Linked DNA regions of Mus musculus: region 2 is linked to region 1. Evidence: chromatin contacts called from public HiChIP or PLAC-seq data. All regions are on one chromosome and are shown on one strand. The core of a region is the stretch at or near the end of the contact, and the rest is flanking DNA. Distances in the headings are between cores, read along the strand shown. Region 1 has its middle 14 kb from the start of Gm40716. Region 2 holds the start of Onecut3 (one cut domain, family member 3).

Region 1 (3,827 bases), core at 887-3,386:
TTGGCCAGATAGCTGCCAAGAAGCGCCCCGGGGGTGGCCAGGAGCCAAGTCCTGTGATCCTGGGGGTGGCTGGGGGTGGAGAAGCCTTGGCCACTTCAGGCCAGCTCTGGACACAGATCATGAGGTTGGCCAGTGGCACCCAGTAGCATGGATAGCATCCTGTAGTCCCTCTGTGTCACCTCCCTAACGCTCCAGCCTGTTTGAGTCAGGGGTGAAGCCTTAATCATTCAATATGCTGTTTGATTTGTGTGTGTGTGTGTGTGTGTGTGTGTGTGTGTGTGTGTGTGCGCGCGCGCACATGTGTGCACATGTGTGTACATGTTCATGCCCGTGTCCCCGTGTTTTTATGTGCGTGGGTGGAGGCCAACGCCATGTGTCCTCCTGCTCTGACTTGTTTTGGAGCCAGAGGCTCTCACTGGCCTGGAGCTCAGCTCAGATGGCTGGCAGGGCCCGTGGTGATCCTTCTGCTCCTGTCTTCCCAGTGCTGGGATGGCAGGCACTCACCACATGTGCAGCTGGTGCCAGGTGTGGATCAGGGTCTTCCTGCTCGAAAGGCAAGCCTTCGCCTCCTGCCTTCACCTCTGCTGAGCCTCCACCCACCCTCCCTTTGCTTTTTTTTTTTTTTTTTTTTGAGACACTGTTTTTCTGTGTAGTCCTGGTTGTCCTGGAACTCACTCTGTAGACCAGGCTGGCCTTGAACTCACAGAGATCCACCTGCCTCTGCCTCCCAAGTGCTGGGACTAAAGGTGTGCACCACCATGTCCAGCAAGCCTCTTATTTTTAAAAATATATTATTGATGTTGTTTGACCCAGGACCTAACTCTGTAGCTCAGACTGGCCTCTATCTCTGAGACTGCCCTGCCTCAGCCTCTGAGTACTGAGATAACAGGGCGCACGGTTGCACCTGGTGCTAATGGTGGGGAAGGGGTTTGTAGTTACTCAGTTCAGAGATCTCATTTACAAAATAATCCAGACGTGCCACGTGGTGTATAGCAGGTTCTCTTCTGAGCTGGGCCCAACAAACAAGCTGACTCAGCATTCTAGACCTGGAGACACCGGTCTCCTTCACTTTTAACCCTTGGACCCTCTTCAGGGACATGGGTCTGTTATACAAAGATGTGGGAAGGCCTGGACTAGGGTCAGTGCAGTCGGTGTATGCCAAACTAGCAGCCTCCTGCCAAGGCACAGGGCATGGGGACTGTCCCCTTTCACATGACTGAACATGAAGCTTGACCAGGGCAAGCTAGGTAGGCTTGGGATCCAGTTCTGTCTGGTTCTGAGGACTGAGCTTGCCCTAGACAGACCCAGGGTAAGTCCCAGGCTTTCAAGTCCCAGGACAAACATATCCCACTGGGAGCTGCATTCCTCTATCCCTACATCCTGTCAGAGTGGAGTCTCTGAGGCTTCTTTTGGGTGATCAGAGAGGTTGGGGTAGAGACTGGGAGCAACCCAGCATGCTGACAGGGCTGTGTTCTCTGAGTGGTGGCAATTCCCAGAGGATCACAGATCACAGAGACAGAAATATCCGCAGGTGGGGAGAACCTGAGGCCAGTGCTGCGTGGCCCGTCCCAGTGGTACTCCACCTCGGCCACAGCAGATCAGTAGCTGGTCAGGCAAATGTGCTGTGGCCAGATCAACTGCAGGCTGCCCACACAGGGTGTCTGGCTTCTGAGAGTTCTGGAAGGTTCTCCCGGCTTCTCCCTCCCTCCCCCCTTCACTGTGTATCTTTCTGGCTCATTTTTTCCCCTCTTTCCTGTCTTTTGTTGTTTTGGTTTGCAGAGGCATGGGCTCACTCTGTAGCCCAGAATGGCCTTGGAACTCACAGCAATTCCCCTGCATTAGCCTTCCAAATACTGAGGTTTCAGGTATTCAGCACTGCTCAGGGACCAGCCGAGTCTGTCTTCTTCCTTGTGCTTCTTGGACCCTGAAGGAGAAGCTGAGATCTCTAGAAAATTCCTCCCGAGGGCTGAGGCTCAGGAGGTGAGGGACCCCCCTGGCAGGCAGGAAGCCCCGAAGCTGAGGGAAATGAAGGCCCCTGTGGTAGGGGTTCTTCCGGGTTCGCATCCATGAAGACCCATCTGTTACCTCATGGTCTTGGCTTCCCGGGAATCCCTGCTCTGTGGTTTTGGCTGCACCAGTCTGTGGTCTGAGGAACCCACAGTGAAGTAGATGGCCATCTAGAGAGACCGGGGCTAACAGGAGACTCTGCCTGGAGCGAGGGGTGAGGCTCTATAGAACTGCTGATAGAACAGTGTGTCCAGGGGGATCCTTTGGACTGAACCCCAATGTATCTCATTGAGCAAAACCCATGAGGCCAGAGAGTCCAGTCAAAGCCCCAAGGGGCACGCTTGCAAGTAAGTGCTGTCTCCGTTTGATTTTATTTTGTGAGAATGTTCATGTGAATGGAAGCCAGAGGTGATGTCATGAGTGTTTCTGTTGCTCCTAGTTTTGAGTTTTTTACTATAAAAATTACATTTATTTATTGTGTTTTGTGTGTGTGTGTGTGTGTGTGTGTGTGTGTGTGTGTGAGAGAGAGAGAGAGAGAGAGAGAGAGATGAAAGGGTAGTTTGCCCATGGTTGGTGCTCTCCTTCAGTCTTGGAGTCTTGGGGATTGAACTCAGGTGGCCAGGATTGGCTGCAAGCCCCTGCTGTGCCCTCTTGCCACCCCTTCCTTGCTTTTGAAGACATAATGCTTCACTGAAGCTGGGGATCCCATGAGGTTGAGCTGTCTGGTGGGTGCTCAGCATGAGGCCTGGAACCCAGGTCTTCACCATGGTGACTGACACCTTGTCTGTCCTTTGAGCCCTCACCCCTCTCAGATACACTCACGCAGCCTCCAGTTTGCCATCCCCCATCACAAGTCACCAGGGCACTTGCTGACAAACCACCCTGAGTACATCTGAAAAATAGATTTGCTTTTATTTTTGATTTTTTAAGGGGTTAGTCACATAGGGCAGTCTGGAACCAACCAGGCTAGACCCCAACTCACAGCCACTGTCCTGCCTCCACCTCCCAAGTGGCTAGAATTACAGGCACGTTGTAGCCCTCCAAGCCCAGATTTTGTTTTTGAGACAGCGCTAACCCTGTAGTTCAGTCTATCCTAGAATACAAGATCTTCCTGCATCAGCCTTCAAATGCTGAGGTGACAGGTGTGTGCTCCACACGTGACTGAAAATGTCTGTTTTAAAGCAACATAGAGCTTGAACTTGCTTGCAGTGAAATATCAGGTTGGATCCTTGGTTCCAAAAAGCAGAGCTCCTACTAGTGGGGTGACAGACTCTGCTGCTCTGTGACAGCCATCACATCGGGGCCCATTTCTGCTTATCACAGGCACTTGGAGCCTCCAGAGCACATGGCAGAGGACCTAGGGTCTCTTCCCATCATCCTCAGTGGAGGTCAGGGGTAAAATAATCTGGGTCGATTGTTTCACAGACATAGACAGAAATATGAGGAAAAGTGGATGGATGGATGGATGGATAGATGGATGGATGGATGGATGGATGGATAGGTGGATAGATGAGTGGGTGGATGGGTAGATGGATGGGTGGGTAGGTGGATAGATGGGTCGGTGGTGGAGGGCAGAAAGGTAGGAGATGGATAGAATCCCTCTATTGTCTTCACAACTCTTTTTTAAAGTATATTATTGTGAAATAAAAAGTGTGTGTGTGTGTGTGTGTGTGTGTGTGTGTGTGTGTGTAACAGTTTTGATAAAGGACTGTTTCTCAGTATGGAAAGAACACTTAAGATCAGTAGGACTGGAATATTTGTGGCTCAGCAGTGGAATGCTCCATACTGAAATATAACACATAGAACTCGATATCATAGAA
Region 2 (3,827 bases), core at 486-2,985, 33 kb after region 1:
ACCAAGATGGCAACAGGCAAGAAGTGATAGGCTCTGGATCTCTTCCCTCTCTAGGACTGTTAAACAGCTGGAGCTTAATAAATGCTGACTTGTTCACATTGAAACAGTCCCTTCAGCCCTGTCCACCCAAGGATTTGGGAGAGGGACCTCTGTGTACCCCCCCCCTTAATGGCTCATATACAATGCCACTCACTTTCCTCCAAGATCCTCTTCTCTGGGGGGGGGGGGGCAGCATGAAAGGGGAAAATGAGGAACAGAAAAGGATCTGTGCAGCCCCGGGCATGGACCACCACGCCTGTCACACAGCCAGTGCACTGTGGACATCAGATTCTTGGTTTGCTTTGTTTCCAGCCTGATAGCCCAAGCCATTGGTGGGGGCATCCCTTGAGTGAGCGTCAGAGCCCATGGGTGACTCAAGCTCCAGAACAAATGCCAATAACCCTCCCTGGCAGTGAGCAGGGCAAGGGAGGCAGGGGCTGAGGCTGAGTGAAGACACCCTCCTAACACAAGGTCCCCCCAGAGTCTGGCATGGCCACCCTGGTAATCGGTAATCTCTTCTCCACAAACCCAAGGGGTCTTGTTCCCAGGTGCTTTGTGCCTGTAGGGTGCCATCCATGTACCCCTTCTGTCCCCCTTCACTGTCTGCAGGTGGGAAAGGGAGAGAGAGAGAGAGAGAGAGAGAGAGAGAGAGAGAGAGAGAGAGAGAGAGAGAGAGAGATCCTAGGCTAGCTATCTCAGTCTGAAAAAAAAAAAAAAACCCCAAACCCAAGCTGGTCTAGAGATGACCAGTCTCAGACAAGACATCCTTAGACCCCAGAGATATTGGGGACAGGAAGTAGCCAATTACACGGGACTTAGGAGGAATTTTCCCCTCTCTCTTCCCCCCCTCTCTGTCATCTTTTCCATGTGTAGCCCTGACTGTCCTTGAATCCAGTTCTGTAGACCAGGCTGACCTTGAACTCAGAAATCCACCTGCCTCTGCCTCCCAAGTGCCGAGATTAAAGGCATGTGCCACTACACCGGACCTTGGAGGAATTTATGTTTGCTTTGATGCAAAGACTCACTATAAAGCCCTTGCCTGACTGGAACTTGCTACATAGACCAGGCTAGCCTCCAAATTAACGATCCACCTGCCTCTGTCTTCCCAATCCTGGGCCTAAAAACCACTAAAGTCCCTGTTAAGAAAGATTTCTGCAGGGCAATTACATTGCACAATTGAAGAAACAGAGGCCCAAATGCCCAAATGCCTGCTTTTCCTTGTGCTTGAGGCCAATGTGTGATTGTTCTGGGGACCTACTAATAGCCCCACTTCATCCCAAAAGAGGTTTTGAAATCTTTGTGTGCATACGGGGAAAACAGCCCATCTTTCTGAGAGTGTCAACAGAGTTGGGGGGCGTTTGTAGCCACACTTCAGGAACTGGGGGCGGGTAGGGGCAGAAGGGGGAATGTACAGGACAGAGAATCAAAGACGCTGATATGAGAACACACACACACACTCACTCACACTCACACAGAGCCAGGACTAGCGGTCCCCCACCCCAATCCCTCAGGTTCTTCTCAGGGCAAGGAGAATGGGGAGACCCAAGAAGCCAGCCTGGTGCTCCAAGGGGTTTGGCGGGTGCAGGCGGAGCGATGGGCGGGGGCGCTGACGTCAGACCCGGGCCGGGGCGCCGGCGGCGGCCGCCCCGCCACATCCTGGTGGCCGCTGCTCGCAGCAGCCGAAGCCGAGCGAGAGCACTGAACAAGCGGGACAGTAGCAGCCGCCGCCACCAGGAGCGTCGGCCAGTGCGTGGGGACCATGCTGCGGCCTTGAGCACACACGAAGAGGACACCCAGGATGGAGTTGAGCTTGGAGAGCCTCGGGGGGCTGCACGGGGTGACACACGCGCAAGCCGGCGAGCTGCTGAGCCCGGGCCACGCGCGCTCCGCCGCGGCCCAACACCGAAGCCTAGTGGCATCGGGGCGCCCAGGCCTGGTGGCCGGCATGGCTAGCCTGCTGGACGGTGGTGGCGCCGGGGGCGGGGGCGCCGGGGGCGCGGGGGCTGCAGGGGCCGCGGGTGGTGGCCCTGACTTCCGTGGGGAGCTGGCTGGCCCCCTGCACCCGGCCATGGGTATGGCGTGCGAGGCCCCAGGTTTGGGTGGCACCTACACCACGCTCACGCCCTTGCAGCACCTGCCGCCGCTGGCCGCCGTGGCCGATAAGTTCCACCAGCACGCGGTGGCTGGGGCGCACGGAGGCCATCCACACGCTCACCCTCACCCGGCCACCGCGCCGCCACCGCCCCCTCCGCAGCGCCTGGCGGCCAGCGTGAGCGGCAGCTTCACCCTCATGCGCGACGAGCGGGCGGCGCTGGCCTCGGTGGGCCACCTCTACGGGCCTTATGGCAAGGAGCTGCCCACCATGGGGTCGCCACTGTCGCCGCTGCCCAGCGCGCTGCCCCCCGCTCTGCACAGCGCCCCGCAGCCGCCGCCGCCGCCACCGCTCGCCGCTTACGGGGCTCCGGGCCACCTGGCCGGGGACAAACTACTGCCACCTGCCGCCTTCGAGCCACACGCGGCGCTTCTGGGGCGCGCAGAGGACGCGCTGGCCCGAGGGCTGCCTGGAGGCGGCGGCGGCGCGGGAGGCGGCGGGGCGGCCGGCGGGGCGGCCGCGGGTTTGCTGGCTCCGCTGGGCGGGCTGGCTGCGGCCGGGGCGCACGGGCCTCACTCAGGCGGCGGTGGCCCCGGAGGGGGCGGTGGCGCTGGCGGCGGCAGCGGCGGCCCGGGAGCCGGCGCTGCAGCCGAAGAGATCAACACCAAAGAGGTGGCCCAGCGCATCACCGCCGAGCTGAAGCGCTACAGCATCCCGCAGGCCATCTTCGCGCAGCGCATCCTGTGCCGCTCGCAGGGCACGCTCTCCGACCTGCTGCGCAACCCGAAGCCCTGGAGCAAGCTCAAATCCGGCCGCGAGACCTTCCGCAGGATGTGGAAGTGGCTGCAGGAGCCGGAGTTCCAGCGCATGTCGGCGCTGCGCCTGGCAGGTAGGGACAAGGGCCCCTGAGGCTCGATCCTGGGGGACATGGTTGGCACAGGATGAAGGACCTTGGCTAGTGCGTCCTGCCAGCCTAGAGGGGGGAAACTGTAGCCTCTGAGGCTGACCCGGGGTCTGCATCGCCGAGTGTCACTAATAGAAAGAGGGCAAATACAATTATTGTTTCCGTCCCTATTCTTTTAGGGACTGTGTAGGGTGTCTAGTGTCTTTGAGGCTGATGTAGACATAGGGTGCTAAACTAAAACAGCCCTCGCGTGGCTCCGTGTGTGCGCGTGTATGCGCGCGTCTGTAGCACGTTCCTTGGGTTCACGATCCCCTGCGATCAGAGGTGCCACTCCCCTCGTCCCCAAACATCCTGCAAGAGGGACCAAAGGCGCCCTCTCTCCACCCAGTCACAAAGCTCTAGGTGCTGACTAGACTCAGCCAAGGCCTGGCCACCGCTCTGCCCCCAGCCCCAGCACCACCACCACCACCGAGCTCTCTTCCTATGCAGCTCAGCCTCTGCCGACGATCGATCCGCTAGTCCCCCATCCCTCCCCCCTCTGGCCGTTGGCAAAGGTCATTTGAGATTGGGGGAGGGGCAGCCCTTGGGACCCTGGGCTCAGTGGCATCCACCAGAGGCCTTCACACCCCCCCCCCCCCGTGGCTCCCAGGGCCTCACTCCCTCCTGTTTTCCTGTCCCCCCTTTCTACTTCTCTCCACGGGGACAAATTGCTGTCCCTCTCTTCGAGCTGCCTCTTCGGTACCCAGTCCAGTCTCTCTTTATTCTTTTCTTCTCTTGCGCCTTGCCTGAGTC

What was found. HiChIP or PLAC-seq counts read pairs in DNA pulled down with a chosen protein or histone mark.
Region 2: a contact with region 1 is called in an HNF4G HiChIP or PLAC-seq map of pancreatic cancer cells. The contact joins the promoter of Onecut3 here to the enhancer-like site in region 1. A contact is called at or near these places in 21 of 39 promoter capture datasets (the 3T3-L1 cell line, 3T3-L1-derived adipocytes, the C10 cell line and 14 more), 3 of 15 datasets of contacts at CTCF or cohesin (CD8 T cells, the NIH/3T3 cell line and large pre-B cells), 42 of 484 Hi-C or Micro-C datasets (B cells, the C2C12 cell line, CD4 T cells and 25 more), 28 of 115 datasets of contacts at active chromatin or transcription factors (the 230-238 cell line, CD8 T cells, the SCID.adh cell line and 19 more) and 3 of 9 other capture datasets (adipose tissue, macrophages and pancreatic islet).

The regions. Positions count from the first base shown.
Region 1 is chr10:80,459,420-80,463,246 of GRCm38.p6, forward strand. No RefSeq gene overlaps it. Among named protein-coding and RNA genes, the nearest start is that of Gm40716, 14 kb to the right of the region's middle. Within about 2 kb of position 2,137, at least 11 of the 459 cell types and tissues checked have an H3K27ac peak or open chromatin away from gene starts, as enhancers often do. A contact at or near this core is called in the C2C12 cell line, embryonic fibroblasts and pancreatic cancer cells, where this site is marked.
Region 2 is chr10:80,493,171-80,496,997 of GRCm38.p6, forward strand. Onecut3 (one cut domain, family member 3) reads left to right here and starts at 1,736. Exons shown (of 2, transcript NM_139226.3): 1 at 1,736-3,020. The coding sequence starts at 1,838.